Regions from separate parts of the Mus musculus genome. Here regions 1, 2, 3, 5, 6 and 7 are each linked to region 4. Evidence: chromatin contacts called from public targeted proximity ligation data. All regions are on one chromosome and are shown on one strand. The core of a region is the stretch at or near the end of the contact, and the rest is flanking DNA. Distances in the headings are between cores, read along the strand shown. Region 1 holds the start of Nudt8 (nudix (nucleoside diphosphate linked moiety X)-type motif 8). Region 2 holds the start of Chka (choline kinase alpha). Region 3 holds the start of Mrpl21 (mitochondrial ribosomal protein L21). Region 4 holds the start of Ppp6r3 (protein phosphatase 6, regulatory subunit 3). Region 5 holds the start of Unc93b1 (unc-93 homolog B1, TLR signaling regulator). Region 6 holds the start of Gstp3 (glutathione S-transferase pi 3). Region 7 has its middle 17 kb from the start of Gm51271.

Evidence for each region.
Region 1: a targeted proximity ligation map of pancreatic cancer cells shows a contact between it and region 4. A contact is called at or near these places in 4 of 39 promoter capture datasets (cranial neural crest, embryonic stem cells, hippocampal neurons and 1 more) and 6 of 130 datasets of targeted methods (the NIH/3T3 cell line, T-cell acute lymphoblastic leukemia, embryonic stem cells and 3 more).
Region 2: a targeted proximity ligation map of pancreatic cancer cells shows a contact between it and region 4. A contact is called at or near these places in 3 of 39 promoter capture datasets (cranial neural crest, liver and stem cell-derived epiblast-like cells), 4 of 484 Hi-C or Micro-C datasets (cortical neurons and embryonic stem cells) and 6 of 130 datasets of targeted methods (embryonic stem cells, epiblast stem cells, extraembryonic endoderm stem cells and 3 more).
Region 3: a targeted proximity ligation map of memory CD8 T cells shows a contact between it and region 4, with 28 read pairs. A contact is called at or near these places in 1 of 39 promoter capture datasets (hippocampal neurons), 1 of 484 Hi-C or Micro-C datasets (embryonic stem cells), 5 of 130 datasets of targeted methods (the 230-238 cell line, the SCID.adh cell line, bone marrow-derived macrophages and 2 more) and 1 of 9 other capture datasets (adipose tissue).
Region 5: a contact with region 4 is called in a targeted proximity ligation map of pancreatic cancer cells. A contact is called at or near these places in 3 of 130 datasets of targeted methods (memory CD8 T cells, microglia and pancreatic cancer cells) and 2 of 9 other capture datasets (adipose tissue and pancreatic islet).
Region 6: a contact with region 4 is called in a targeted proximity ligation map of memory CD8 T cells, with 14 read pairs. A contact is called at or near these places in 2 of 39 promoter capture datasets (pre-B cells and stem cell-derived epiblast-like cells), 1 of 484 Hi-C or Micro-C datasets (embryonic stem cells) and 2 of 130 datasets of targeted methods (embryonic stem cells and memory CD8 T cells).
Region 7: a contact with region 4 is called in a targeted proximity ligation map of extraembryonic endoderm stem cells. A contact is called at or near these places in 6 of 130 datasets of targeted methods (embryonic stem cells, epiblast stem cells, extraembryonic endoderm stem cells and 3 more).

Annotation. Positions count from the first base shown.
Region 1 is chr19:3,998,299-4,002,654 of GRCm38.p6, reverse strand. Nudt8 (nudix (nucleoside diphosphate linked moiety X)-type motif 8) reads right to left here and starts at 2,075. Exons shown (of 4, transcript NM_025529.3): 1 at 1,808-2,075; 2 at 1,327-1,459; 3 at 950-1,027; 4 at 553-859. The coding sequence starts at 2,001. The coding sequence ends at 632. It overlaps Tbx10 (T-box 10), which reads right to left. Exons shown (of 8, transcript NM_001001320.1): 7 at 4,091-4,185; 8 at 3,143-3,696. The coding sequence ends at 3,407.
Region 2 is chr19:3,850,349-3,854,153 of GRCm38.p6, reverse strand. Chka (choline kinase alpha) reads right to left here and starts at 2,381. Exons shown (of 12, transcript NM_001271496.1): 1 at 1,741-2,381. The coding sequence starts at 2,078. Gm51271 (predicted gene, 51271) reads left to right here and starts at 3,338; the gene lies at 3,338-3,387.
Region 3 is chr19:3,280,317-3,284,674 of GRCm38.p6, reverse strand. Mrpl21 (mitochondrial ribosomal protein L21) reads right to left here and starts at 1,633. Exons shown (of 7, transcript NM_001347420.2): 1 at 1,504-1,633. The coding sequence starts at 1,603. Ighmbp2 (immunoglobulin mu binding protein 2) reads left to right here and starts at 1,665. Exons shown (of 15, transcript NM_009212.2): 1 at 1,665-1,974; 2 at 3,087-3,256. The coding sequence starts at 1,889.
Region 4 is chr19:3,573,841-3,577,576 of GRCm38.p6, reverse strand. Ppp6r3 (protein phosphatase 6, regulatory subunit 3) reads left to right here and starts at 1,828. Exons shown (of 24, transcript NM_028999.1): 1 at 1,828-1,936. n-TAagc9 (a tRNA gene) reads right to left here and starts at 1,314; the gene lies at 1,242-1,314.
Region 5 is chr19:3,932,682-3,936,692 of GRCm38.p6, reverse strand. It overlaps Unc93b1 (unc-93 homolog B1, TLR signaling regulator), which reads right to left and starts at 1,507. Exons shown (of 11, transcript NM_019449.2): 1 at 1,341-1,507; 2 at 790-931; 3 at 271-424. The coding sequence starts at 1,499.
Region 6 is chr19:4,058,168-4,062,203 of GRCm38.p6, reverse strand. It overlaps Gstp3 (glutathione S-transferase pi 3), which reads left to right and starts at 2,757. Exons shown (of 7, transcript NM_144869.3): 1 at 2,757-2,780; 2 at 2,910-2,945; 3 at 3,363-3,469; 4 at 3,588-3,675; 5 at 4,015-4,036. The coding sequence starts at 2,780.
Region 7 is chr19:3,831,796-3,836,093 of GRCm38.p6, reverse strand. No RefSeq gene overlaps it. Among named protein-coding and RNA genes, the nearest start is that of Gm51271, 17 kb to the left of the region's middle.

The sequences.
Region 1 (4,356 bases), core at 826-3,325, 420 kb before region 4:
GAACTACAGGGGTGTGTCACATGCTTGGCTTCTTCCCCCCCCCCCTTTTTTTTTTCCTTTTTTGGTTTTTCGAGACAGGGTTTCTCTGTGTAGCCCTGGCTGTCCTGGAACTCACTCTGTAGACCAGGCTGGCCTCAAACTCAGAAATCCGCCTGCCTCTGCCTCCCAAGTGCAGGGATTAAAGGCATGGGCCGCCACTGCCCGTCTGCTTCTTTCCCTTCTTAAACCCTGTATGTATGTACATCTGTGAACATGCCTGTCATGGTCAGAGGACAACTTGCAGGAGTTGGCTCTCTCCTTCCACCACGTGGGTCTTAAAAGATCAATCTTTGTGACAGGTGCCTTCACTCACCAAGCCATCTCACCAGCCTCTACCATGTTTTTTGCCTGTTTGTTTTGACACAGAATCTTTCACTGGCCTGTGTCCCACCAAGTAGCCCACACTGGCTGGCCAGCAGTCCCAAGAGACCCATCTGTTTCCCCAGGGCTGGAATCACAAGGGTTGCTACCACGCCCCATGGCTCGCTTTCCACACGGAAGATGCCAGAGGAGAGCTGTCAAACACTCTTTTAATCGGTTCTGGACTAGCCTGGCCAAATGATGGCAGAGGCACTTAAAGGCCAGGCAGGCCTCAACCCCTAGGCAGCTCAGGAACAGCTAGGGAGGGCTGGTAGAAGCCAGGGGCCAGCAGCTTCAGGGTGAGCTCAGTGATGACAGCTGTGAGGCCCCAGACACGGTGTGGTCCATGCAAGAAGACAGGCAGTGTGTAGCTGAAGTGGCCACCCTGGCAGAAGTGGGTATACCCCTGGTTCTGTGTCTGCAGCAAGTGGGCCAGAGACATCTCAAATACTTCATCCACCTGTAGGCAAGAAACAGAAAGAGGGTGGACAGAGGACTGCCTGTGAGTCCCCTGTTAGGACAGCCCAACTCCCCAGTAGTCACCATTCACCTCCTCAAGGTTGGGCCTAAGGCTCTGCAGATCCAGTGGGCCCACGTTGGCAAGTACTGGGACTATGGTTGCCTTTTCCTGGGTAGGAGAAGGGTGAAGAGTCAGAAGGAGCAAACTTAGGAAGCAGACCCTACCCTGCCATCCGGGTGTCTTGGGTAATCATGGTGAAGCCCTCCAGTTCCGGTCCTTGGTTTCTTGCCATGCTGCCTCACAGGTTCCCCTTACCTGTATACCGCCAGGAAACCTCCCACTTGCCACTCAAGCCTAGAGGGATGCAGCCTACCCTGCAAGCCTTCCTGGACCCTGTCCTGGACTGAGCGGGGCTGGCTTCCCCGGCCACTAGGGTTACTGATTGTGATAGGATGAGGGTGGCTCACCCGGTCATACACTGGCTGCAGGACACCCCACACGTGCTCCTTGGGCACCTCTAGGCCCAGCTCCTCCTGAGTCTCCCGAAGGGCCGTATGTATTACATCTTGGTCGTCGGGATCACACTTACCGCCTGGGAAACTAAATGGGCAGAGGGAATCTTGGGACCACAGGTCGTCAGGAGGCAGTTTAGCTCTCTGTGCCATTAGAGTAAGGGGGACAGGCACTGTGATATAGATTACGACATGAGGGTCTGGCAGCTGGCTAAGACTATGCTAGGGCTCAGACACCCCATGTCTGCCTATGGTGTCCCAGTGGTGCAGATATCGTCCCCGGGTGTTCTCAACTTCTGCTGAGGGCGAAGCCAAAGAAGGGGAGCCCCGGATCTCCTCTCTCCAGTCTACGGTAAGGGGCAGAGTCCTGTTTATGAAGGGAAAAATTCAGAGGGGTATGCGGGCCACAGGTAGTGCGCCGGCAAGGCCGGCGTACCTGACTTCCCCTTTGTGTCTCCCAACCAGGCGACTAGAACGCAGCGTGTAGAGCAACGCGGGGACCCCGCGCACGAGGCACAGCGGCACAAGCACTGCGGCCGCTGCGGGCCGCGAGCGTAACCGGGCAGTGGTCCGTGCTAGCAGCTGCCGGCAGCGCTGCTCGTCCTCCGCGGACAGGCCATCAGGCAGCATGTCCCAGACGTCCGGGACACAGTGGGGGATCAGCCCGCTAGGGAGGGAACGCCGCAGCGCGCAAGCTCCAGCGCGGGGCGGGGACCTAAGTGGGAGCCGGAAGGAGGCGTGGCTTCCCGGAGCCCGGTATGAGAGGCGGACAGGCCTGGGACTGCCCTTGCAAAGCCTCGGACGCCGGCGGTACGGAGCCTGCCCAGGTAGAGCCTCCGAGATGGACAAGGCAGTGGCTGCTGAAACCTCGGAGGCGTTCCAGACGAGGCCTGCTGATGCAGATCCTCGGAGACCTCGGGGGTGTGGCTTAAGGCGGGTTTTGCTGCTATTGGGCGACAGAGGGCATCTGGGGCGGAGTTTGCTAGATGAGGGCAGAAGCGGTTTTGTGTACAGGGACCAGAGCGCCACCTAAAGGAAAGACCTGGCTTAGAGCTGATGGAAGGCGTGTCCGGAAAAGCCGGCCAGCTTCGCTTGAGTTTCTTTCCAGGGACTTCCCTATCTGTGGCACAGTTGGTTTGGACTCTGTGTCTCCGGAACGCTTGAGTAACCTGAATTGAATGGGTCCTGACTTCGGGTTCGGGAGTTGGGATGTCTGGCTGCTGAAGATCTTCTGGGCCCCTTTTCTCTCGTCTCCTGGGTGTCCGTGCTTTCCAGAACGTCTCACAGGAAGAGCTCTGGGTCGGAGCACAGTCGGAGTCATCAGGTGCCTCTGGGCGCCCACTCCAAGAGAACGAAGAGTACGCGCCTCCCTCAGCCTTATTCCACCAGACTACCGAGAGGACTTCAACCTGGCCTTTTACCTCTAGTTCTCCAAGTATACACCCATCCCTACCTTGGCCTGTGTGATCCCTATCTATCATATTAGGCACACTTCGATGACCCCCGGCTCTCAGAACCAGCCTTAGAGCATCGCATTTAAATAGAATGATGAGTGTCAGCTGTACTTTGCTGTGTGACTGTGAGCCGAAACCTCTCTGAGCTGCTTCCATCCTTATATGGGTGCACAAAATAGGGGACACACCAGGTTAACCGCAGCCTTGCTGGTGTAGCCAGTTATCATCACCCTGTGCTCTGGGTACAGCTTTTGGAGACTTATAAAGGTGATGGGATTGTCTGGTCTGGGAGTTCCTGTGGACAGAAGTACTGTGACTGCTGTTGCCAAGCAGTTTAATGTGGGGGAAGGACATTCGAAGCAGGATTTAGAGGAGGCATCCTCGAGGCAGCAGGGCATGATTCAGGGCTTTTGAGTAGGAAGTAGGCCTGATTCCAAGGCTGGCAGGCCCCAGACTGACTTTGAGGCAGGAACCCACTGCTGTAGAGCTTCCAGTTGTGCTGCTCGCCTTAGGAGATGTCTTACAGAGGAGGGAAGGAGAGGTGGGGCACAGGGGAAACGGGCTTCCACAGCACTCAGCCATCACTGCGAGGCTTGATTAGACACCAAGCACAAGGCAGAGGTGGGCAGGAGTCCCAGCCCAGCTGCGAGGGTTGGGTCCTCCTGATCTCCAGCCGTGCTGATGTTGGGGAGAGGGTAAGGTGCCAGCCGAGCTCTTGGGGGCCCAGCACGGCTTGGGGATCCAGGGTACAGGTTCTGGTAAGGGAGGGGTCTGTAGGTGGCAGGGGCTAGCAGGACATCAGGGGCAGGCAGCAGCTGATTGTGTGGCTGAGTAGGGGTCCTGGAGCTGGAAGCGGAAGCTTTACTGGTATCTGAGGGAGAAAATGGTCTGAGTGGACCACAGATTTCCCCTCACACCCCCAGTCCTAATACTGAGGCCTACGTTGTCTGTCTTGTCCCTGGCCACACATCTTGACCTATGTAGTATTCATCTTTGTTCTCTGCCTGAACCTTCTTCCTTACCTTCTCTATTCAACTGTCTCCCAGCCCCAAGCTGAGCCTTCAGTCTCCAATGCCCCCCTCAGGATCCACCGCCTCCAGGAAGCCCAGCAGGCACCCCTCCTTTGCTCTGAACCCTGTCCCTGCCCTGCTTTTCCCTGTGCCTTCCTGCCCAGGTAGGGGTGGGGATGAGGACGTCGCCCATCGTGGTGAAGCTCCTTCCTGGAGGCCTATGTGCCTGCCATTGTGTTTGGGCTGGGTCCTCACCTTTCTCTCGTTCTGCAGAGCCCTTAAGGAGGCAGGGACTGAGGCTGCTACGACTCCGGGCAGGGATGCTGAGCAGTGGCCGGGGGGTCACAGGCCTGAAGATAGGGCAAGCAGGAATGGGGGCAGGGGCAAGGGAGCACCCCCACCCCCACTCCAGATGCTATGGTCAGAGTCAGATAGGGGATCCCAGGGCAAACGAGAGGACATGACCATGAAGCAGGTCAGGAGTGAAGGCCTTAGCAGCTGTTTGGGATGGAGGGGTGGGG
Region 2 (3,805 bases), core at 1,132-3,631, 280 kb before region 4:
TGGTGAGAGACTGGGCACAGAAAAGGAGTCAAATGACTACAACTGGATTTGAGGATTATTTGTGGCAGCCAGCCAGCCAGTTTCTAGACACTTGGCACTCAACTGGGTCAACCAATCAAACAGAAACTGGTAGAAAATGACCAAATGGGTTTTTAAAGGTCAAAAAAACCCAACCCGTATTCAATACTGAATGCTAAGCACTTGTGCAAAAATGGCAAGGGTACAGTTACATTTCTCTAGTAAGTCTAAATACATAAAAAACTATTTTCTAATCTAAGGTGAAATATATTTAAACGTAAAAGAAGTGGGGAACGCCAGGCATGGCAGCAGATGCTTTTAATCCCAGCACTAGGGGAGGCAGTGGATTTCTGTGAGTCTGAGACCAGCTAGCTTGTCTACATAGTGAGTTCCAAGACAACCCGACCTGCATGGTGTGTGTGTGTGTGAATATGCTTGCTTATAGGATCCTCATTGGTTCAAGGCCAGGCTCCAATACCTAAGGATGTTCATGATCACTCTGCCCACAGGAGATTCTTTTTTTTTTTTTTTTTTGGTTTTTCGAGACAGGGTTTCTCTGTATAGCCCTGGCTGTCCTGGAGCTCACTTTGTAGACCAGGCTGGCCTTGAACTCAGAAATTCGCCTGCCTCTGCCTCCCAAGTGCTGGATTAAAGGTGTGCGCCACCATGCCCGGCTTGAGATTGAGGAGGAGGAATTCATTTTACTTCACAATGATTTGTGGAGCCACACCTCCAGACGCTGGCCAGTAACACGGGTACACGACACGAGCCTCAGAAAGACAGGAGTGATTGCTACCTTCCAATAACACACATCAATTTCCTTCTACCTCTTTTGGAGACAGTGTCTTGCTATGTAGCTCTGGCTGGTCTGAAACTTACTATGTAGGCCAAACTGGCCTCAATAATAAAGAGATCCGCCTGCTTCTGCTCACTGAGTGCCAAAGGTGAATTTCTGGAGCGGGAGGGGGTTGTGATCAAACTACAGACTAGAAGTACTACAAGGAAAAGTTCCCCGGGGATTTTTCCTCCCTCTTTTTCTTTTTCTTTTCTTTTTTTTTTTTTTTTTTTTTTTGTTTGTTTGTTTTTTCGAGACAGGGTTTCTCTGTGTAGCCCTGGCTGTCCTGGAACTCACTCTGTAGACCAGGCTGGCCTTGAACTCAGAAATCCGCCTGCCTCTGCCTGCGGAGTGCTGGGATTAAAGGCTTGCGCCACCACGCCCGGCTCCTCCCTCTTTTTCTAAAGCCCAGCCACAACATCCCTTTTTCTTTTCTTTCTTTTCTTTTCTTTCCTTTTTTTTTTTTTTTTTTTTTCGTTTTTCGAGACAGGGTTTCTCTCTGTAGAGCTGGCTGTTTTGGAACTCACTTTGTAGACCAGGCTGGCCTCGAACTCAGAAATCCGCCTGCTTCTGCTTCCCGAGTGCTGGGAACAACATCCCTTTTTTCATTCAAGGCCCTCGCAGAGAAACGGCTTCCTAGACACATCTATTTTGAGCTTTGGTACAGAATGTGCTTGTATAACTACATAGTATTGTTCTTCCGCAAGGGACGGCAACCCAGCACACATTTTCTCAAAGCTCGCCCGCAGGCGGCCTTCCGCGCTGCGGGGTTTGTGCTCCGGACACCGGCGCGGCGATCACCTCTACCCAAGCCGCCGCCCCGCCCCGCCCTCCAGCCTCACCCCCCACCGCCCCCACCACCACCGCGCGGTGCCGCAGCCACTGACCTGATGACACTGATGTGGAACTGGTCCTCGCGAAGGCCTCGCCAGGCTCCGGGCAGGAATTCCTTACACCACAGGTAGGCCCTGCGCCTGGTCCGGGGCTCGGGTTGTTCGTCCGCTAGCGGCGGTGATGGCGGCGGGGGCAGCGGCAGGGGCGGCGGCGGCGGCGGCGGCAGCGCGAGAGGTTGGGTTCGGCCACCAAGCTGCTTGGACTCCAGCTCGCCTGCGGCGTCCCGCTGCTGCCCTACGCCGGGCGTCGGGGCAGCGTTGCCACCGCAGCTCAGCAGCAGCCCGAGAGGCGACGGCTCGGCCTCGCCCCCGGTGCAGAACTTGGTTTTCATGCTGGACAAGCGGCCGAGAAGGCGCGGGCGGCCACAGCACGAGAGGGCCACACTCAGGGTCCGGCTGGATGCCCGCCTCTGGGGGCCGGCGCGGGGAATGGCTCGCCGGCTTCACTGACCGGCCGGGCGGCGGTTGTGGGAGCGCGCGGGGAGGCGACGTCGGCGACGGCGGGGAGAGGCAGCAATGGACGTCAGGCAGCAGTAACGAGAGACGAGCGCGGGAGGCTGACGGCAGGCGACTGCTATAGGGGGCCGCGGCGCTCGCTCCTTTACAGCGCTGCACGCGGAGAGCCCAGCGTCACCGCCCGCCCCCGCGCTCGCCGCTGATTGGACGCTTTGGCGCATCACAACCGCCGCCACCCTCGCCACGCCGCTTTCCCATTGGCTGCGGCACAGCCCCTCCTAGGCTCAGGCGGTGAGTCCACGATGAGGGAGGGGTCGGCGCACCGGGGGCGGGGCCTTGTCTAGGGGTCGCGAGGGTCCTGTAAAGGCTATCTCAATTGCCTGCACTCACAAGGTGGCGCCTTTGCGGACTCGAGCCTCTTAGGGCAGGAGAGGCGAGGCTTCTGCAGCTTTGGCAGACCCTAGAGTGGATGTTGAAAGGGAAACTTTCCTTAGACGCCCCCAGGTCTGAAAGTGATGATTTGAAAGGCCCCGGGGACTTTGCAGGAAAATGGTGTCTGGAGGCTGGCTGCTCTTTCCGCGTGACCTTAGGGCAAGGCAGCTCCCAAAGGAGCTCTGTGGGTGTGTTTTTACAACATTTCCGAGGCCCTGTTCGAGATGCTTCCATGCCCAATACAACTCCTGGCCGGAGGCGTTATCCATCTGCAGGTCTAATATCAAAAAGAGATTGGGTCAAGGCCACACACCCACTTGCCAGCTGGCTGCGCTCTCCGCTCAGAGAGAAGCCTCCCCCTCTACGTGCCTGCAGCCTCAGTTTCCCTGTCCGTGGTGCTGAGGATGTCAGCTAGATTCTCAGGACATCTTCCTAACAGACTGGCCTCAACGGCCTCCAGAATTGCCGGCCAAAGGTGCTTGGTTCGCGATTCCTGGCTTTGTGGATGCTGTCATCTGCCCCCCCCCTCTTCCGGGCTGTCCAGTCGCGTGACCATGACTAATGTACCTTTGCCCTAGGGCATGGAAGGGGGCCAAGGCCCCTATGCTGTATGCCCACACATTGCCTCATTCTTTGGTCTCATCATTCAGTCCTTCCAGGAAGTAATTGAGGCTACAAAGAATATAAAACTACAGGTCTGTGTTGTGGGGTATAGCTAGAAAGAGAGATTTCTTTCTAGCTATACCCCAGCATGCAGAAAATGGCTTCTTTGTGGGTTTTCACAGTCTGCTGGAAGCCAAAAACTCTTCAAAAAGAGTAGGTAGGTACTTATCTGGACTTACTCCCCCAAAAGTGATCTTACTGAACAAAAGAGTGCAAATAATCTGTGCATAATGGCACATGCTTTTAATCCCAGCACTTGAGAGGCACAGAGGCAGAGGCCAGATCTCTATGGGCTGAAGACCAGCCTAGTCTACACAGTAAGTTTCAGGACAGCCCAAGTTCCATAGTGAGACTGTCTGGGGAGTGGGGGGGGGGGGGCGGGGGAAGGAGTGCAAATGAAAAGAGACTTTGGACGATCCCGTGGAGCTAGGCCTGGAGTTGAACTCCAGACAAGTAGGGGAAAAAAAAAAAAAAAAAAAGAGGCCTGGCCTAGGAATACCACTGGTTG
Region 3 (4,358 bases), core at 384-2,883, 290 kb after region 4:
AACTTGTCTGTGAACAGTCCAGGGGAGCACTGGGGATGGCTCGGTGGGTAAAGTGTCTGCTATCCCACTGTAAGAACCTGAGTTCAGGTCACCAGCACTAAAATAAAATGCCAGGTACTTCTGTTACCCTAGCACTGGGGGTGGAGACAAACAGATCTTGAGGGCTTGTTGGTTAGCCAGTCTAACCAAATAGCCAGCTCCAGATTCACTGAGAAACCTTTAGAAATAAGGTGGAGAGGGGTTGGAGAAATAGGTCAGTGGAAGAGTAGCTGCCGTTCGTGTAGAAGATAAAGTTTGGTTCCCAGCACCCACATGGAAGGCCTCAAGTGTCTGCATCTCTAGCTCCAGGGATCTGTGATAAACCAGCATACTTCTATCTTAAGCTGGAAAGCCATCTTATAGTAGAGAAAAAGTAGATTCATTTCTGTTTATGATTAAATCTGTTTCTCAAGGATTGGGTTATGCCACACCTTAACTACAAATGGGTTTATACCACCTGTCCCGGAAAACGGCAACTATGCCTTTGTTTCAAAGTTATTATTACAACCTGTTGTTACGACTACCTTGCAACTGCACTTTTGTTTCAGAAGGTTATTGTGACCAACCGGTTACGCTTATGTTCTGCTTCACCCCCATTTGGAAACCTCCTATCCCTGAACTATAGAAACCCTGATTTCAGGGGTGTCCAATGCTGACCTCCTGAACCCTGTCTTAGGTGGAGGCAGCCTGCATACCCAAGTGAAAAAGCTTGCTTTAATTAATTTGGCTACGATGATTTGAGTTGGTGGCCTTTCTCCTATCATCTATGGATTAACATCTGACCCCCTCTTCTGGACTCCAAAGGCACCTTCACTTAAATGCACAGAAAGGACCCTCCCCCCCCCCCCCCGAAACAAACATCACAATAAGTCTTAAAAAAAAATAAAGAAAGAAACTGAAAAGGTCGAACACAACAGTGTCCACCTGACATCATCATCTGGTCTCCACACGGGCATGTACACCCACCTGCACACATACATACACATAACACATACACAAACTAAAAGGTCTGGGTCAACAAAACTAAGGGCACATTACTTGTTATGTTTCAAGATAGACTAACATTAAAATCACTCACTCCTTTCTTCAACGTCATTTTTTTTTTTCCTGATCCGAGGGTGGCTAGCAGCCCGAGGACAACTGTCCACACCCATGCTCTACTTAGCAGCTTCTAACTCGCTTTCTTTACATCCCCATTGTATGACCCTGGGTAGGTCATTTGTCTACACCCATTTGTGTCCCTGTACTATAGGACCTACACTTAAGTTTAAGAGCACTTCTCAGTATTAAGCAATGAACGGAAGGAACCACGTTCTCATCCCAGGTTCTCGTACTCCAAACCCTGTGCCATATTCACGACTCTCATAACCAACACACCAGGAGCCAAGGTGGACTCAGACACACGGGCGGCAGACGGCGGAAGCACCGCTAGCTTCTTCCCTCACCAGGCCTCCCTGGTCTCACCTGATCCGGATCCCTGGGATGCCAAGATGCTACGGCTACACACAGACACCAGCCGCCCGAAGGCGCCCGGCAATGCCGAGGCCGCTATGGCAGCAGCCATGTTTCCACAGTCCCAACCGGAAGCGGAAGCAGCGCGAACCTTGTGCGTCAACACACAAACTCAGTAGGGAACACCTGGAGCAGGGAAACAGGGATCCTACTGCAATCACTGGCTTGGCGGGGAACGCAGGAAACGGACCGGCCGGGAATCCGCGCCCTGGCTGGGAGCGCAGGGCCTTTTGCGGATTCTGGTCCAGTGGGGAACACGGTCCGACTGGAACTCGGGTCCCACAGGACTAAACTGGCCGAGCAGGAAGCATCAGTCAGGGGCTGCATCGCGGAGCAGATGGCCTCGTCCACCGTGGAGAGTTTCGTGGCCCAGCAGCTACAGCTGCTGGAGCTGGAGCGGGACGCCGAGGTGGAGGAGCGCAGGTAAGTTTGGCCGCAGGTCCCAGGCCCTCTGTAGCTCTCCTTAGTTACCGCCTGGAGCCAGTCTAGTGTTGGCTGGGTGAATGGCTAACACACAGAGACAGCCCTAGGAGAAGACCGCACAGCAGCGTCACTTCGGGGCGTCGAGGCAAAAGGATCGGGAGTTCAAGATCACATTTTGGCTACGTAGCCAATTTGAAGTCAACCCGGGCTACAGGAGACCCTGTAGTGAGGCCCCCCACCCCAAGGGAAAAAAAAGAGAGAGAGAGAGAAAAAGAAAGAAAGAAAGAAAGAAAGAAAGAAAGAAAGAAAGAAAGAGAGAGACTTAACAGGATGGTCAGTGCTAGATGGGGAGTGGGACAAGTTTTCTTCGGGATCCAGGGAGTGGGGTGTGCCAGAGAGCAGCTTCCTAGAGGAAAGTTAATGAAGCCTATGTCATGTATGGTGCCTGAGCATTCCTGAAGAGCCATGTTGTTTCAGGAGAATATCTACAGGCCTGCAACAGACAGAGCCACCACTTCTCTATCCCACAGTGCAGTTCCTGTAATGCATTTCCCTAAGGATAGACAAAGGCTGGCGAAGTAACTGACCCAGGGTAACCCACGTGGAGGCAGGACGTGAAGTCAGTCTGTGAGATTACAGATGTGTAATCTGTAGATTGGTTGACTGAGAGTCTGTCAGTCATGATGAGGGAGAGGTTTTGCTGTTGTGGCTGTGTGACTATGGAATTGTGTACTAGGCCTTCCCATACATGTCTGTGAAGGCATGTGATTCCCACACCATGTGCTTGCTGTGAGAATGAAGCGATATGCTTTAAGCCAAACTGGGACCTTGAACCACACTTAGGGTGTTGGTGGTAAGAAGCAGAGAGAGAGTCAGGTATAAATGGGAGGGCCCCAAAAGACAGATGGCAGATGGCAAAGAGACATGATAAGATTCTGTGTTGGCTGACTTGGAGCAAGTTAGGCAGTACCTGTCCCGTGGGGTGTGGGGGAGAGGTAGGATTGGAGTAGAGTGGATCCGGAGTTCTTTTGGGGCATACGTAATGCCTATAAGCAGAACTCCTTTCTCCCTTGTGCAGGCACAGTGAAGCTGTTTTGCTTGGTGTCTTCTAGGTCCTGGCAGGAACACAGTTCTCTGAGAGAGCTTCAGAGCCGAGGGGTGTGCTTGCTGAAGCTTCAGGTATCCAGCCAGCGCACAGGGCTGTATGGGCAGCGGCTGGTCACCTTTGAGCCCAGGAAGTTTGGACCTGCAGTGGTGCTTCCTAGCAACAGCTTCACCTCTGGTACGTGTTCCCTGGGGGCTTGTATCATCCATGGCTGGTGGTCAGATCAAGGCCTGTGCTGTCCGAAGGGCTGGAGAATTGACCCACACAGTCTGTGGCACTACAGTGAAAACCTTCTGGTTACAAACCTGGTGAACAGCATAGCTGCTTTTGTTGCTGTTTTGAGACAGGGTCTGAAATTTCCTGTGTAGCAGAGGATGACTTTGAGCCTTGAACTCCTAATCTTCCTGCCGCTACCTTCCAGATGCTGGGATTATAAGGTTACCAGCATGCCTGACTTTTTGTTGGTTTTTGGAGACAGGAATGTGACTAACTGTATAGCGCTGGTCCTTCTGGAACTTTCTATATAGACCAGGCTGCACTAGAAGTTTCAGTGAGCTTTCTGTCTCTGCCTTTTGAGTTCTGAGATTGCAGATATGCACTACCACATTCGGCTGTTAGTGCTTTTTGGTTGCTCGGTTTGGCAGCTTTCTCTTTGCAGTGCCTGGGATAGAACCCAAGGCCTCTGGCCTGCTGAGCAAGCACTCTGCCATTGCACTGCACTCTGGAGCGTTTTGACTGCACACTAGGGATGCAAGTTGGCCTCAGCCCTGAAAACTGAGAGCCAGCAGCACTGCCTGTGGCAGCCTGTTTTGAGTTGCAGCCTTTGATTATGTTGACTTCATAGACTCTTGTCCCAACAGTTTTCAGTTTCCCTGCTGGGTTTAGAGAAGGTCAGATGAGGGGAGTGGGATGAGGGAACCTGCTGGCAGGTGTCAGACCAAGGCAAACTTGATATCTTGACCTTGTTAAAGAAGCTACCTTCAGCCTGCACCCTTGGCAAATGGGAGCAAGAGTGCCTACCACTGTCAGGTGTGAAGGGGCAGGATGGAGTGTGCACAGTAACCTCTCTGAACCTGTGTGGAGTGACTAGAATGTGAGAATGATGGGTGGCAGTGGTCACAGGAACTGAGGCCTCTGTGTGGAACACCAGCAAGCTGAACTGGTGAGGCGTAGATACCGCTGTTGACCAAATCAAGGGACGTGGCTGTTGTCAGTCTGAAGGACAATCTCCAGGCTCAGTCGTCACTCAGAAGTAGCAATCTTGAGCTGAGTGGGATGT
Region 4 (3,736 bases), core at 579-3,078:
TTTGCATAACTGCACAGCCCTCTCTTGTTATCCTGGTAGTGGAATTCAGAGCCAGAATGAGTGAGGTGGAGGACTCAAGCATGCTGGACCCCGTGTAAAGAACAGGGGTGGGGGGGGGTTCAGAGACTGGGAACCCGGAGAAAGCACTGAGTGTCCAACAAGGCAGGTCCTGTCTCCTCCAGTCCAAGGGCTAGGCTCTGTCATTTTCCCAGGGGATAGATGCCTAGAGGTGGCCTAGAGGAGACACTCAGGAGATAAGCTCTGTGCTCTCTGAGCTTCAGTGAAGCCTGGGCCTGGGACTGCTGGACCTACTGGAAGAGATATGCAGGCAACTGCTCCCTGTCTGAGGTGTGAGCATTGCCACTCAAGGTCTGTGTGACTCAGCTACCTCTGCTATCCAGTCTCCCATCATAGCTGGGCTCGTCCTGCCTTTGAAGCTCCAAGGCCCCACCCTGGGGTCTCTGTAACACCCTTCCCCTCCCTGCTACCAACACCCCAGGGATTTAGAGCTCTGTCCTGTCCTATGACTTACTACTTTCCCAAAAGAGTCTGTCCCTTAGCTTGATCACCTTGGTCACTTGCTTTCCAGATGGCATGGGAAGGCCTGCTTCATGAAAGACTTCCAAGACTCAGAGACTTTGTTGACTATGGTGGCCAGCTGCAGCGTGCCTGAACTTATGGTCCTGTCCACACTGAACCAGGCAGATTATTCATAGGGACCCAAGGGGAGCACCTTGGTATCTTTTCCTGTTGCTGTGATAAAATATTCTGACAACAGCAACTTTAGGGAGAAAAGGTTCATTTTGTCTCACAGGTCGAGGCCAATATGGCAGGGAAGTCAAGGGAGCAGGTGTGGGAGTCTGCCCGTCACATCACATCACATCACATCACAACCAGCCAGGAGGTAGAGAATGCTTGTGGTCAGCTCAGTTTCACCTTTTTAGACAGCCCCAGGAGAATTAAAAACCAGGATTAGCCATGACAGTGGTTAAGTGCAAGACTTGAGAGTAGGGACCCTGATGTCCAGGACCCCAGTTCTGGGGCAAGGTAAATGTGTAGTACTATACGTATAGGACACTAGCAGTTGGAAGAAATTCATGTGTAAAATTCTTCTCTGTGACAAAAGATACAGCCTGGTTTCCTTTGTATTAAGAAACCTTACATTTTGACCCCATTTTCAGGGATGCCACTCTACTTTGTCTGAAGTAATTTAATTGAAGGTCTTCGATAAAACTATGCTATGGAGAATGCGGGCATCGATCCCGCTACCTCTCACATGCTAAGCGAGCGCTCTACCATTTGAGCTAATTCCCCAGCTATAATTAACTTCCGTCGCAGGTTGTATTGTGACTCACGTCATCACCGGTTTTCCCCCCCCCCTCGTCCCCCGCGGCCGTTACCCCACCGCCTGCTGTCATTGTGTTACCCCATTGGCTTCTTCGCATCCGGAGCTACACAGCCGGGATTGGTTTGGTTCATTTGTTTTAAACTACATTGACTATGCGGATTGGTGGTCCCAAGCGTCTGTCACGCGAGGCCCCGCTGTTGCTACGGGGCAGAGGGACCCAGCCTAAGCTTCTCCCAATTTCTGACTTGTTTCTCAGACTCCGGGGTCTAGAGGTTCCGGATCCGTCAAGACCATGGGAAAAAGAATGCGCCTCTCGCGTTTGACTGACAAGACCTCAAAGCCAATCGAAGTGGAGTCGAGGGAACCGCTGGGCGGTCCAATAGGTTGTGGGGGGCGGGAGAGACAAGCCAATGATCCGTGTGAAGGGGCGGGGTCTATCCTGTGATTGGCTGCGGGGCGGCCGGAGGGAGGGCGGGGGTAACTCAAGGCCTGCTTGATACGTCCGCCATTTTGGGCGCTTCGCTGATGGTGTCGGTGAACCTTTTTCCCGCCTGAGCGCGACTAACTGCGGGTCTTGGGCGCCTCCAGGTAACTCAGGGGAGGGGGCGGTGGCGCGGAGTGTGCGGGTCGCGCGGGCAAGCGGCCGACCGATCGTGGCGGTGGTCCGGTCCCGGCGGCGTGGGGAGGGAGCGTCCCGGCCCCTTTCCCCTCCCCCCCGGAATCGGCAGCTTCGGCGGCCCGGGAGGCGGCGTCCAGTCCTGGCCAGGACCGGGCCGCCCGCTCCTGTCAGCCGGGCCGAGCGTTGGCAGTCAGCCGAGCCGACTGCGAACTTTGGACGCCGAGGTGACTCTGGGCTTGGCTCGGCGGGAGCCCAGGCGAGGCGAGGCGCGCCCCGAGCCAAGTCGGGGGTCCTGGGCGAGCTCCCCGGCTCCCGCGCCCGGGCCTTCACAGCGACTTCTCGGGATCTCCTGGAGCTTGTCAACTCGCTGGAGAGCTTCGCGAAGGCTTTTGTTGGACTCTTGTCCTCTGAGAAACAAGTTGTGTGGGTTTCTGGGCATTAGCAGAGTCATCGGAACACACAAAAACCAGTTCCGAGTCTCTCGGGGCCATCGCAGTGAATCTTCATCCTCCGCCGTTGAGTCTCTCTTTTATACAGACGCGGGCATTGGAGATTCCCTGGTGTTTTGGAGCTGAAGTGAGGAGTTACCCTTCTTGTGGCTTCAAGCACCTCGCTTTTAAAGCTCGGCTCACTGTTAACTTGGAGGTCTTTTTCTCCCCAGTCCCGTTGTCTTTCATTAGAACTTGGACTTGAAGTTGTAGGTGGGACAGAATGAGTGGTCTCGGTAGCTCTGTGTCTGTACTTCTCCACCGCATGTCCTACTGTCATTTGCCGCCTACCTGCTGTGGTCTCTTTAGAATGGGCCAGAGCTTTGTTTATGTTTTGCTTTGGCTTGGGGGAGGGGACACTTAGAAGGTTTCCTTGCATCAGAGCACTTGTTAATATGGATACTGTTTCATTTTCTTAAGTCAAGTTTACTTTGGTTTTTGCCCTCAAGGTCATGTTGCAGTTGACACAGCCCGTAAGAAAGGAACTTAAGATCTCCTTCCACTAAAATGTTCCTTGAAATTGCAAGGTGCAAGATCCCTGTTGCCAGTGGTGTTTGAGCTTTCTTATGGGCCACCTGAAAATTACATCTTCCTTTGTCACTTTCTAGTCCTGTGACCTTGGGCGAATTAGTCCTCTTTGCTGCCCCTGTAACCCATGAAAATAAGTTTGTTTCATAAGTTTATCTCATGTTAGGTCCCAATTTTATCTAACATGTTCATATTAGACTGTAACTGAGTATATATGTAAATATGTTAGCACAAAGCAGCTAGAATCGTGCTTTGTGAATAGAATCAGCTCAGTGGTGACCATACCTCTCAAATTCAACTTGATCTTGATGATTTTGTTTGTTTTTGAGGCAGGGTCTCACTATGTGGTGGGAAGATCTTTACTGCTTCTGCCTTTAATAATGGGATTAATAAAGTCATGCACCACTGCACCGGACTCATTATTTAGTTATTTTTTGAGATGATAGTAGTTTAGAATGTTCTTGACTTTCCTTTTCAGCTAAGGCTGCCTCAAATTCTTGATCTTGCTGCCTCTACCTGACAAGCATTATGAATAGAGGTGTGTACCACCACACCTAGTTCAAAATTAACTTTTAAGTGTTTAGGTACAATTAGGAAAGCCATGTGTTTAAGGATCAGCTGGGCTAAAAAAAATTACTGGAAGTTATTTTAATTTTTCCATGAGATGTTGAAAATCTATTAAATCACTTGAAAGCGTTTTGTCTAAACCAGTACTTATGCATAGAAAACACCTTCAGGATCTTAAACAGCACC
Region 5 (4,011 bases), core at 258-2,757, 360 kb before region 4:
GGCTGTAGCCCAGGAAGTCACAGTTTGTCTGGTAGGATGCCAGAGTCCCCATGAAACCAAATGTGCAGATGGGGGGAGGGGGGATGGGGGATCTCTTGGTTCCTCCTCTATAGCTGGGATTTCCCCTTTTCCTTCTCACTCTTCCAAACAAGCAAGGCCTCTCTGCAGTTCGCCTCAGTCCAAAATAGGAGGGCAGCAGGTGGCCTTATGATCCAACAGTCTCTGTACCCCACAAAGTCGGGGGGGGGCGCGGAAACAGAAGTTTGGCACCTGATGAGCACAGGTGTGTAGAGCAGGGCAGCGATAGGCGTCACGTTGATACCCATCAGCATCTTGCTATCGATGTCCGGCAGCCCCATGTTGCCATACTTCACCTCTCTGTAGGTCTCATCATAGTGCAGGATCAGTTGCATCTGCAGGAGGCCTGGGGACAGGGAGCATCGTAGAGAGCTCTAATCAGTCTGGCTCAGAACAACTAAACAAGCTCACGGCAAGGCTGGCAGGGCGCCGAGTCACCTAAGCGACCCTTTCCTGTATTCATCAGGACCAGGATAAGAACAAGACTCCCGTTCCCAGCCTCCCGCACCGAGTCTCTGGCTGGGTTGGGGGCACACTGGCTTGTGGCACACCCCGCCTCCCAGTCCCAAGTGCACGCCACAGCAACAGCAGATGTGACCCGGGAAGTGAAAGGGGAAGGAGGCCAGCTAGCCGCAAGGTTTCTCTTTCCAAGCTCGGGAGTGGAGGGGGAGGGGAAGCAGAGGGCTAGCAGGGTTAGTGTGTCCTCCCTACCCAGGTAGACGCCGTAAGTAAGGGTGACACCCGTGCTGGCCGCCAGCACGTTCTTGACCACTCCGAGGCGCTTGCGGCGGTAGTAGCGGCGCTCTTCCTCCTCCTCATTGTAGTTGGGGTACGCACCCACGAGTTCGTCCAACTGCGGGCCAATCACTAATCACATGTTGGCTCCCCGGTCGGACTCCAGACCCTATCCCGGCTTCCAGGAACTCAGGTTTCCCATCCAGGGTCCTAGTCCCCATCCCAGGGCCCCCGCACCCCACTCGGGGTGTCAGTCCACAATTCTGGATCTCTGTCCCCCTGACCCGGAGTCCTGGTCTCTTCTCTAAATCCCTGCTCCCCACTCCGGGTTCCAGCTTTCCACTCAGAGCCCCATCCCCTATTCCAGAGTGTGTTCCTACTCTGAGACCCTGGTCCCCAGTCTGGAGCCCCGCCCCTCATCCTAGGGTACAGGGGGCCTCCCATCCCAGGGACCTTCCCCCCCCCCCCCCGGGTGCCCCGCGGGGCAGTCGGTCCGGTGTCCCATTGTGTTTCCCTGCCCTGCTCACGGGAGCCTCTGGCCCATCAGGAACTCCGTGCCGGTCTTCATCCCCTTGAGGACCCGCGGCCCCGGCCACAGGGTAGAGCGGAGGCTCCACCTCCATGACCAGATCCAGATCAAGGGCTTGCAGTTCTGGGCACCAGCAGCTGGTTGGGACTTCCTTCATCAAAGACCGCCCTGTCTAGTAGGCCCCACCCCGTCTAGTGTGGGCCGCCTCCTCCTAATACTGTCCATGGTGTGTGTGTGTGCGCGCGGTATGTGTGTGTGGTATATATGTGGTGCATGTGTGTGCATGCGTGTGTGATTTTTGTTTATGTGTGTGTGGTGTATGTGTGTGCAGTCTGTAGTGTGGTGTGTGTGTGTGTGTGTGTGTGGTTTTTATGTGCTGTGGTTTATTTGTGTGTGGTGTATATAATTTTTTGTTTGTTTGTTTTTTTGAGACAGGGTTTCTCTGTATAGCCCTGGCTGTCCTGGAGCTCACTTTGTAGACCAGGCTGGCCTCGAACTCAGAAATCCGTCTGCCTCTGCCTCCCGAGTGCTGGGATTAAAGGCGTGCGCCACCACTCCCGGCTGTACGGTGTATATAGTATGTGAATGTGATGTGTGTGGTGTATGTGTATGTGTGTGCAATGTGTGTAGTGTGGTTTGTGTGTGTATGTGTGTTGTGTGCTTGTTTTATGTGTGTGTACAGTGTGTATGTATGGTGTATGTAGTATGTGTGTGGTGTACGTGTATGTATGCAGTCTGTAATGTGTGGTTAGTGTGTGTATGTGGTATGGTTTGTCTGTGTGGCATGTCTGTATATGTTTTTGGTTTGTGTGTGACTTTTGTATGTGTGGTGAAGCAGAAGGTGGGCTTTTGTTGGCTCTATGAAGGGAGCAAAGGCGGAATGTAGTGCAGTTGGTCAGGTGCTTCCTGTCATGAGCAGAGTCCTGGGGTGATCCTGGGGTGGTCATGGCTGTGCACACCTGTAAGTCCAGCATACAAGAAGTGGAGAAAAGAGACCTGGTATTCAAAGAGTCATCTTGCTACATCTCAAGTTTGAAATTTGAAGTGAATACATGAGATACTGTCTCAAAAATAAAAGTGAAAGAACAGAGAGAGGGTGGTGCCATCATCTGGGGCATGGAAGACACAGGACAGGAGGGACACAGTGGACACTAGGAAGCTCTGAAGCTGTGTGGCTGCAGAGTGGACACCAGTGTTTACAGTCTCATGTGGTAGCCGTGGTGAGCCTGTGGCTGAGTGATCATATTGTTGGGAATGGCAGTAGACTTTGAGACCCCGAGAGGATGCAATCCTATAGGATAGAGGGGTCAGGTGAGGCGTAATGAGAAGAGAGCAGCTGGAATAGGGAGGGGTGTACCACAGGGAGTGGGCTCAGTGGGCACTGAGTGGAAAGGGCAAGGTGGTATGTGTGTGTGGGTATGTGTGGGTATGTGTGGGTGTGTGTGAGTGTGTGTGAGATGTGTCTGTGTGTGTGTGATGTACCTATGTGTGTGTGTGATGTACCTATGTGTGTGGTGTGCCTGTGTGTGTGTGTGTGTGTGTGATGTGACTGTGTGTGTGGTGTGTGTCTGATGTGTCTATGAGTGTGTATATGTCTCTGTGTGTGATGTGTCTATGTGTGTGTGTGCGCGCTTGATATGTAGTGTATGTGGTATGTATTTGTGTGTAATGTATGTGTGTGTGATGTGTGTATGTATGTGTGATATGTGTATTGTGTATATGTATGTATATGTATGTTTATTTTACATGTAACATTTGTGGTATGTATGGTATATGTGTATAGTGTATTGTGTGCATGGTGTGTAGTGTGTTTGTGTGTGTGATATGTGAGGTTTGCGATATGTGAATGCTCTGACAGAGGCTGAGAGGAAGCACCCAAAAGAAGCCCCACCCCTCTCAGGAATGCACCCTTCAATCACATTGGCTGAGGTCTCTGTGTACCAGAGCAGAGGCCAGTATCATGTCCTTAATATCTGTGCCCTTTTCCCAGTCAGCCACTGATTTAAGAACAGAAATTGGGGCCAAAGACATGGCTCAACTAGTAGAAATGCTTTCTGCTTAATTTGACTGCCCGAGTTCAATCCTAGAGCACTGCATAGTGGAAGAAGAGAGCGATTTCTGTGGGCTGTCTTCTGACCTCCATAGCATGAGGTGGCATTTGTACACACATGTACATACATAAACTTAGGTGGACTGTAAAAAATGTGTCAGGTGAGGGAGGTCCCCTGGGTAGACATCTACTATGATTTGCAGAGCAGAGAACTTGACAAGGCTTCTATCTCTGCCACCTCTAGTTAGACCATGACAATTTGAGGTGAGACCCCAGTACTGAGCAGTATAACCCACACACTTTCCCAATGCCTTCTCTACAATAATGTTTCATGCTTTGGGGTTTTTTTTATTGGTTTGGTTTAGTTTTTCGAGGCAGGGTTTCTCTGTGTAGCCCTGGCTGTCCTAGAACTCACTCTGTAGACCAGGCTGGCATTGAACTCAGAAATCCGCCTGCCTCTGCCTCCCAAGTGTGGTGATGAAAGGCGTGCACCACCAACACCCTGCTGCATTTCATGTTTTTAAATTCTTAGAACAGTAATCAATATCCCTCACAGGAAGAAAAAGCGGAAATGGTCCGTGGCAGCTCATACCTGCGAGCCCCGACTCCCATCCTGGGG
Region 6 (4,036 bases), core at 1,508-4,007, 480 kb before region 4:
CTTGCAGGTGGTGCAGAAAGAAGTCTGGTCACAACTGGCTACAGTGAACGAGCCAGGTACCCCAAGGACATCTTACCAGTTCCAGCCAGAGATCTGATCTGCGTACACCTGCGTCATGCTGAGACCCTCAAGCCTCACTAGAAGGGTCCCTGCCTAGTTCTGTTTACTAATCTGCCTTATTCTGTTTTTGTTCCCATGTTAAAGATAGAGTAAATGCAGTATTCTCCACATAAAGATATAGATTTCTGAAATTCTAAGATTAGAATTACTTACAAGAAGAAGTGGGGAATGAAGAATAAAAAATTACTGGCCTCTTGTGAGAACATGAACTTTCACCTCGGAGCCCACCCCCTCCCATCTGGAAAACATACTTGAGAAAAACATTTTCTGGAACAACCACAGAATGTTTCAACAGGCCAGATGTATTGCCAATCACAGGATATGACTCTTTGGTTGAGTAAACTTGTGGTTGTTAAACTTCCCCTATTCCCTCCCCATTCCCCCTCCCAGTTTGTGGTTTTTTCCTTTAAAAGCTTGTGAAAATTTTGAGTCGTCGTCGAGACTCCTCTACCCTGTGCTAAGGTGTATGAGTTTCGACCCCAGAGCTCTGTGTGCTTTCATGTTGCTGCTTTATTTCGACCCCAGAGCTCTGGTCTGTGTGCTTTCATGTCGCTGCTTTATTAAATCTTGCCTTCTACATTTTATGTATGGTCTCAGTGTCTTCTTGGGTACGCGGCTGTCCCGGGACTTGAGTGTCTGAGTGAGGGTCTTCCCTCGAGGGTCTTTCATTTGGTACATGGGCCGGGAATTCGAAAATCTTTCAGTTTCCCTATGCAGCCCAGGCTAGCTTCACTCAGCACCTTCCATCCTGGTGCTCACAGCACTGAGTCCAGCTCTGCACTGTCATGCCCTGCTCCAGTGGTACGGTTTATGTTACAGAAGCACATTGTGAAGTGACATAGTCTGTTCCCTTCAACAAAAAGGTATCAAAGGGGGAAAATGGATTTAAAAAGTGAGGTTCCCAGCCTGGCAGTACTGGCACACTCCTTAAATCCCAGCACTCAGGAGACAGAGACAGGTGGCATTCTATGGTTTTGAAGCTGGCCTGCTCTACAGAGCAAGTTCCAGGTCAACCAGGGCTACACAGAGAACAGAGAAGCACAGTGTCGATGATAGATAGATAGATAGATAGATAGATAGATAGATAGATAGATAGATAGATAGACAGATGCATAGATGATAGATAGAAGACAGACAGACAGACATGAGGTTCCCAGGGAACTAACCAGACCAAACAAGTTTAAATCCTGTTTACTAGCTGAGTGACCTTGGGCATGCCACGTCAATTCTTTGTTTCAATTTCTCTACAAACAAGGAACAGTGCTAGCCTTGAGGACTGGTACATGTAAGGCTTAACTCTTTGCTAAGAGTTTTCTGTTATAGCATCACCAAGAGAGGAGGGGATAGTTCATTAGTTAAAATCCCTTTATTTAAAAAAAAAGGGGGGGCTGGAGGGATGGCTCAGTGGTTGGGAGCATTGGCTGCTGTTTTGGAGGTCTTGAGTTCAGGTCCCGGCGACTGCATGGTAGCTCACGGCCATCTGTGGTGGGATTGGATGCCCTCTTCTGGTGTGTCTGAGGACAGCTGCAGTGTGCTTGCATGTGATAAATAAATAAATATTTAAAAAAAATTTTAGGGCTGGTGAGATGGCTCAGCGAGTAAGAGCACTGACTGCTCTCCCAAAGGTCCTGAGTTCAAATCCCAGCAACCACATGGTAGCTCACAACCACCCATAGTGAGATCTGATGCCATCTTCTGGTGTGTCTAAATACAGCTGCAGTGTACTCATTTATAATAATAAATAAATCTTTAAAAAAATTTTTTTTAAATCCCTTTATTCTTTTCTTGAAAAGACAGGCTCTTGCTATATAGCTCTGGCTGGCTTGGTTGCTATATAGCTCTGGCTGGCTTGGTGATCTTGGTTGTAGACCAGTCTGGCCTTGAATTCGAAAGGGCTGCCTCTCTTTGTACTTTTTTTTTTTTTTTTCGAGACAGAGTTTCTTTGTATAGCCCTGGCTGTCCTGGAACTCACTTTGTAGACCAGGCTGGCCTCGAACTCAGAAATCTGCCTGCCTCTGCCTCCCAAGTGCTGGGATTAAAGGCGTGCCGCCCGACCTTCCTTTGTACTTTGAGTGCTGCAATTAAAGGTGTGTGCCATCACTCCAGGTGACACTGCCATTATTATGGTTATTGTTATTATTTATTTTTTGTCATTTATAAACATGGTTTCTCTTTGGAGCCCTGGCTGTCCTGGAACTCTGTCGACCAGACGGACTGGGCTGAACTCAGAGATCCTCTTGCTTCTGCCTCCTCCCAAGTGCTGGGATTAACCACGGCTCCTCTACATTGCCTTATTTTTACAAGGAGCACTTATTATTATACCATGTACTGTTGGTAGAGGCCTACCTGCATATAAGGCACTGTCCAAACCCCTGAGCACACAAGAAACCGAGTGGTTTGGGCGTGTTAAGTGGGAGGCTTATCATGTGACCATGTGTGCCTCTTGCAAAACTCCAGTAGCATATTGCACCACAGATAGAAAGGTGAGTCTGCCCTCCCCCACCACGTCTGCCAGGAAGCTGGTACACTGAACACCAGGACTTGGTCTGTTTCTGGGGCAGTGTGGGATGTCTGAGGAGGTGGAGTCTTCCTGTCAATATAAGGCCCCGATCACTTCCTCTCTTCCTGCTGAGCTTGCACCACACTGTATCCGCCCAACAGTAAGGAGAAACCTGGAGGCAAGGGCGGGGGCAATTATACCCCCACCTCACCCCTGCTACTAACCGCTCCTTGGCCCTGCAGCCCAGGCAAGGTCCTCCTTCATCGTGCTTTTTGTCTATCTCTCCTAGTGCCACCTTACACCATCGTCTATTTCCCTTCCCGAGGTGTGGCCTCAGCACTTTCAAGACGAAGGGCACAAACAATAGTCTTCTGGGTCATTCCTGGGAATCCCCAACAGTGGTGTAGGAAGGGCGTGACCAAGACTGTATTGGGGCCGGGCCGGGACAGAGACCTGGGGCAGGACTACAGTTGTGGTTGGTGGGGCCAGGACTGCCCTCTTAGCCTCCGTAGATAGCTGCACTGTCTGTCACTTTTCCTTCCTTCCCTGTGCCATGGTGGGGCTGGGTCTTCGCATTCCAAGATAATGTTAGGACATGGCCTCTATCACCACATATCTCCCCTCCCTATGAGGCTCCCAAGCTAGTGTAGTCCTCTTGTCAGCTTTCCACTCTCCCAAACTCTCCCAGGATGCTCTGAGAGTAGATCTCTTCGCTGTGTCCTCATCCTGCACCCCCATACAGGGCGCTGTGAGGTTATGCGCATGCTTCTAGCTGACCAGGGCCAGAGCTGGAAGGAGGAGGTGGTGACCTTGGATGTTTGGGAGCAAGGCACATTCAAGGCTTCCTGTGTGAGTAATTGTCTCCCTCTCCCCCTTGGGGATTCGGTTGGGGCGCAGCCTTAGGGTGCTGTGTCTAGGATTGGGGGCAGCCAGGTTCAGCACCCCTTACAGAGGGATCTTCTCCCAGTTGTTTGGACAGATCCCCAAGTTCCAGGATGGAGAGCTCACCCTGTACCAATCCAATACTATCCTACGGCACCTGGGCCGCTCCTTCGGTGAGTCCAGAAGCCAAGCCCTGAGAGACACCTGAGATGTTCCTCAAAATGTCCTGGGGCTTTGAATTGCCTCACCTGCAGCCACCAATGTCCCACCTGGGTCACCCTAGAGGATCATGCAGGGCCCAGGTTCCAGAAGGCTACTGGTGTGCTGCTGGGCGGTCGCTGTCTGTACAGCCAGGGCTGTGAGTTTCCAACTTGTATCATTTTTCTAATGACATCCCAGAGGTAGGCAGGGAAGACCTCCAATTAAGGTTAGAGAGTAGACCCAGGCTGAGACTGAGTGGACATGTAGGGACAAGTACAGAACCTGAGCCTGCTGCCTGCCCGCTGACCCAGGGCTCTATGGCAAAGACCAACA
Region 7 (4,298 bases), core at 1,599-4,098, 260 kb before region 4:
GGAAGGGGTCTATTGACTCTCCCTATCCCCTCTTTCTATGCGGGAACATCAGCAGGCCTCAGCCCATGTCCCTCACCCATGTCTTGCAACCATGTGTATGCCATAGGACAGGGTCATAGGCCACGGTTGACAGAGCTTTGAGACTGGACAATGCCTGGCTCTGAACCACACAGACAACCAATATCCAGACTGGCCTATGGCTCACTTAAGTTTCTGAATCCCAGCGCCAGGGCTGGTCGTGGAATCCAGCTGAAGGGTTTCTCCTGTGGTGGTGCTCGAGGCTCAGTGTTAAGAAGCTGATGGCCCCAGTAGGAGAGGGCTCTGCTTTCCCAAGCCCCTGGTTAAAGTCCCAAGATTGTATTTGTCTAGCCCATCTTTGTTATCTGTTCAATAATGTTTCCTAACCCTCCAACTGGCCAAGTAGGTGGGAAGCCTGTCTGTCAAACCACATGATGAGCATGATGGTGTGACCAGAGAAGGAAGAGAGGAGCCCAGGAGTCAGAACCCCAGAGGGAAGGCAAGATGGAGACCACTCACTGTTTCTCAGCCCTGCAAACTGTGGCTAGCCTGTTCTTTACCTCCTGACGAAGGGACAGTTAATCTCCTTCCCTGTGAGTGAGAAACCTCCCTGGCCACCTGTCTCTCCTACCTCGACCAGGAAATCAGATGCCAGACATTGTGCTGAGAATCATCTCATTTCAACCCCACCTAGAAGCAAAAACACCTGTTTCACATCTGAAGCCCCTGGGATGTCCCAAAGCAAGACCAACAGCCAAGGACTGGATGTGGCCCCATAGTGTAACAGGGCTTAGACTCAGCCCACAGCACTGATATGGAGTAAGATAATACATTTTATAGGCAGGAGCCTGGGCCGATGGCTCAGTAGATAATGTGGCTATCAAACAAGTACAAGGACTTGAGTTTAGATCTCTAGAACCCCATAAAAAGCTGGTTGTGTCATGGTACGATGCATGCTTGTAATACCCACTGGGGGTGGGAGATTGTAGAGATAGGTTGATCCCTGAAGCTCACTGGACATCTGGCTCAGCCAAAAGCAGGAACTCCAGGTGCAGTGAGAGATCATGACTCAAAATGTAAGGTGGGGGGACTGGAGAAACGGACCAGTGGTTGAGAGCACTTGTTCTTGCAGAGGACCTGAGTTTGGTTCCCAGCACCCACATGGAGGCTCACAACCCCATATTACTCTAATCCCGAGAGCACTTACATCCTCTCTGACTTCCTGGCACTATACACACATGGTGCACAGATACACATGTAGATAAAATGCCCATACACATAAAATAGAAAAATAAATAAATCTTAGAAAAATCTAAAAAGGTAGAGAGTGACAGAAGAAGATACCAGGTGTCATCAGGTATGTTCAGATCCACACAGAAACATGCCCAGAAGTATCTACATACACCTGCTGACAGCCTTGGGCCATTGTGGCTTTATCGTCAGAAGCAGGGTGTGTGAGGGATGACAGACCTTTGTAGTTCCTCAGACCAAGTCCAAAGTCAGCCAGTCCCGCAGACATAGAGGTGTTCAGAAGTCATGTGGCAATCACATCCTGCACCTCTCTTGCCTCCTAGTTACCTGACCTAGTGACTGAGGACCGGAGGGCCTTGACCGGGTGCTTGCCACACTGGTTTCGGCTTTGCCAATGCAGAACCCTACTCCCTGCTTCCCACTTCAGGGAAAGGATTCGGAGTGAGGATAGAGAGCAGGTTCTCAACCAGCTCAGCCCCTGCTTGCTGCAGCTCAGCCCCTGCTTGCTGCACGCCCTCCCTTAGCTCAGCTTAGCTTCCCTGTCTGTGTTTCTTGGCTGTAAACAGAGGCAGGCCCAGAAGGCTGCTTGCGTTTGGATGATGCTGGGTTGGAGGCTGTGAAATTCCCAGGAGCAGGGCATCTTTGTGTTGAGAGGTGGCCCAGCAGAGGACACTGCATCCCACATCCTCCGGCAGCGCTTTCTCAGGCCCCAGGGCTGTGACAGTGGCAGGGTGAATCAAGACGGTTATTATACCCAGGGCCCAACACGGAGCAAACTGCTGGTCTCTCCTTTCAGCCTCTCCTCTTCTGGGATTCAGTGGTTTAGAACGGGTCCTGGGTACAGTCCTTTCCTCAGTATGGCTTTCTGGGCGACTGCCTCCCTAGGACAGAGGGACAATGACAAGTGCAGGGCTCTTAACTGTGTAGCTCTAAGACTTTAACTTCAGGTCTTTCTGAGCCCTGCCAGGATATGATGCTGAGACACTGGGGTAGCTGGGCTGGCTGGAGGTTTCTATCTCTAGTGAAGGTACCTGAACGTATGTATACCAACCCACATAGGCTTCCCAGGGCCAAGTCCTAGCCAGGTCCAAAGGACTCTGGGTATCTTGTGATATCACAACTGAGTGGAAGGAGGTGAGTGCATTTGAGAGACATGAAGTGTGGGAGCGGGGATGGCTCAGAAATGATACTGTGAGAGGGTCCAAGTCAGAGAAAAGCAGGTAAGAAGCGGGTTTTGATCACACCTCAGCGCTGTGAGCTACACCTACCTGCACCTGCACCACTTCAGACCCCAACCCACCAGGGCCCCTCATAGCTCCTTGGACCTCAGGTCTTCCCAAGGCCTGTGAAGTAGACCCTGTGGTCTGAGTGACACTGGTCAGGTTTCTTCTAGAAACAGAGATGAGGAACCCACGAGAGACTTGTGTGGGCTTTGAGGCACATGTTCTATAAGGCAAGAACTGACTCAGGTCTCTGTTACCACACTTAGACCCAGCTGCAGCTCCAGGGTCTAGAGGGAGTTGAATATTAACTCTTCTGGTGGGTGGCCCCAGGTAAGCAAACATAGCTGTCACATGTCAACAGCGGCTTCCTCCTGCTGACCTGGCCACTTGCCTGGCACTGTCTGCCACGCTGGCATAGAGTGGGTGGCTCAGGCTGCCAGATAGGAAGGGGAAAGGACCGCCTGGATCCAAGCCACCTGCCTGGCCCACTCAGCCTCAGCACTCTAATGACTGTGGGCAGATAGAATCTATGGGCTGGACGGGCTTCTGCATTCAGCTCTAAAGAGGCCTCCTGAGTCACTTCCTCCCTGGGTCAGGCAGGGGCAGGACCAGGCTCCCATGGCTGGTGGCCCTGGGGCTGGGGCTGGGACAGATTGTGTGAAACCAGAGAATAGATTTAGGAATTAGGTCACAGGAGGCTCTGTGACCTCCCAGCTTATCTGGCCACAAAAAGCCACACATCTTTCTGCTGTGTACACTCTTTTTTTTTTCTTTGTTTGGTGTACTGGGCTTATTTATTTTCTAAATATTATCACTTCTTGGCCTTTTGGCTAAGACCAAGTGTATTTTATTTATTTATTTATTTATTTATTTATTTATTTATTTATTTTTTAAAGATTTATTTATTTATTATATGTAAGTACACTATGTAGTTGTCTTCAGACACTCCAGAAGAGGGAGTCAGATCTCGTGATCGGATGGTTGTGAGCCACCATGTGGTTGCTGGGATTTGAACTCCTGACCTTCGGAAGAGCAGTCGGGTGCTCTTACCCACTGAGCCATCTCACCAGCCCTTATTTATTTATTTATTTATTTATTTATTTATTTATTATACATAAGTACACTGTAGCTGTCTTCAGACGCACCAGAAGAGGACATCAGATCTCATTACGGATGGTTGAACTTCGGACCTTCAGAAGAGCAGTCGGGTGCTCTTACCCACTGAGCCATCTCAACAGCCCCCCCAAGTGTATTTTTAAATATTGTTTACTTATTCATTAAAGTTTTCTTTGTTTTTATTTTATGTGAATGGATGTTTTGCCTGCATGTAAGTATGTATGCACACTACATGCGTGCAGTGACTGAAAGGCCAAGGGAGAGCATTGGATCTGCTGGAGCTGAAGTAATAGGTGGTTGATGATGCCCATGTTGGTGCTGGGACTTGAACTCTGGTCCTCGCCTTTCCCTTCACAGTCTCCTGAGGGCCCCGAGCTGGGCTCTGCCTGCTGACTTTCTCTCCTAGATAGCCTGTCTATCCTTATCTCCAGGACTTTGCACACATCCCCTGCATCCCTGCCCTGGGCAGCTGGTGTTCCAGGGGTTAGCAGATAAAGAAGAGTCCCACCTCTAAGGGCCGCAGCAGCCGTACCCTCCCAGGAGATGCCAAGGGCACCCAGTGTGGCTCCCCCACTTTTCAGGCTTCTTTCTCAGTTGTATTTGATTGACGGCTGGGTCACTCACCCTGCTTTATCTGTTCGCTGACCTTTGGACAAGCTGCCCGTGGCCCCATTGAGCCCGTGCAAGACA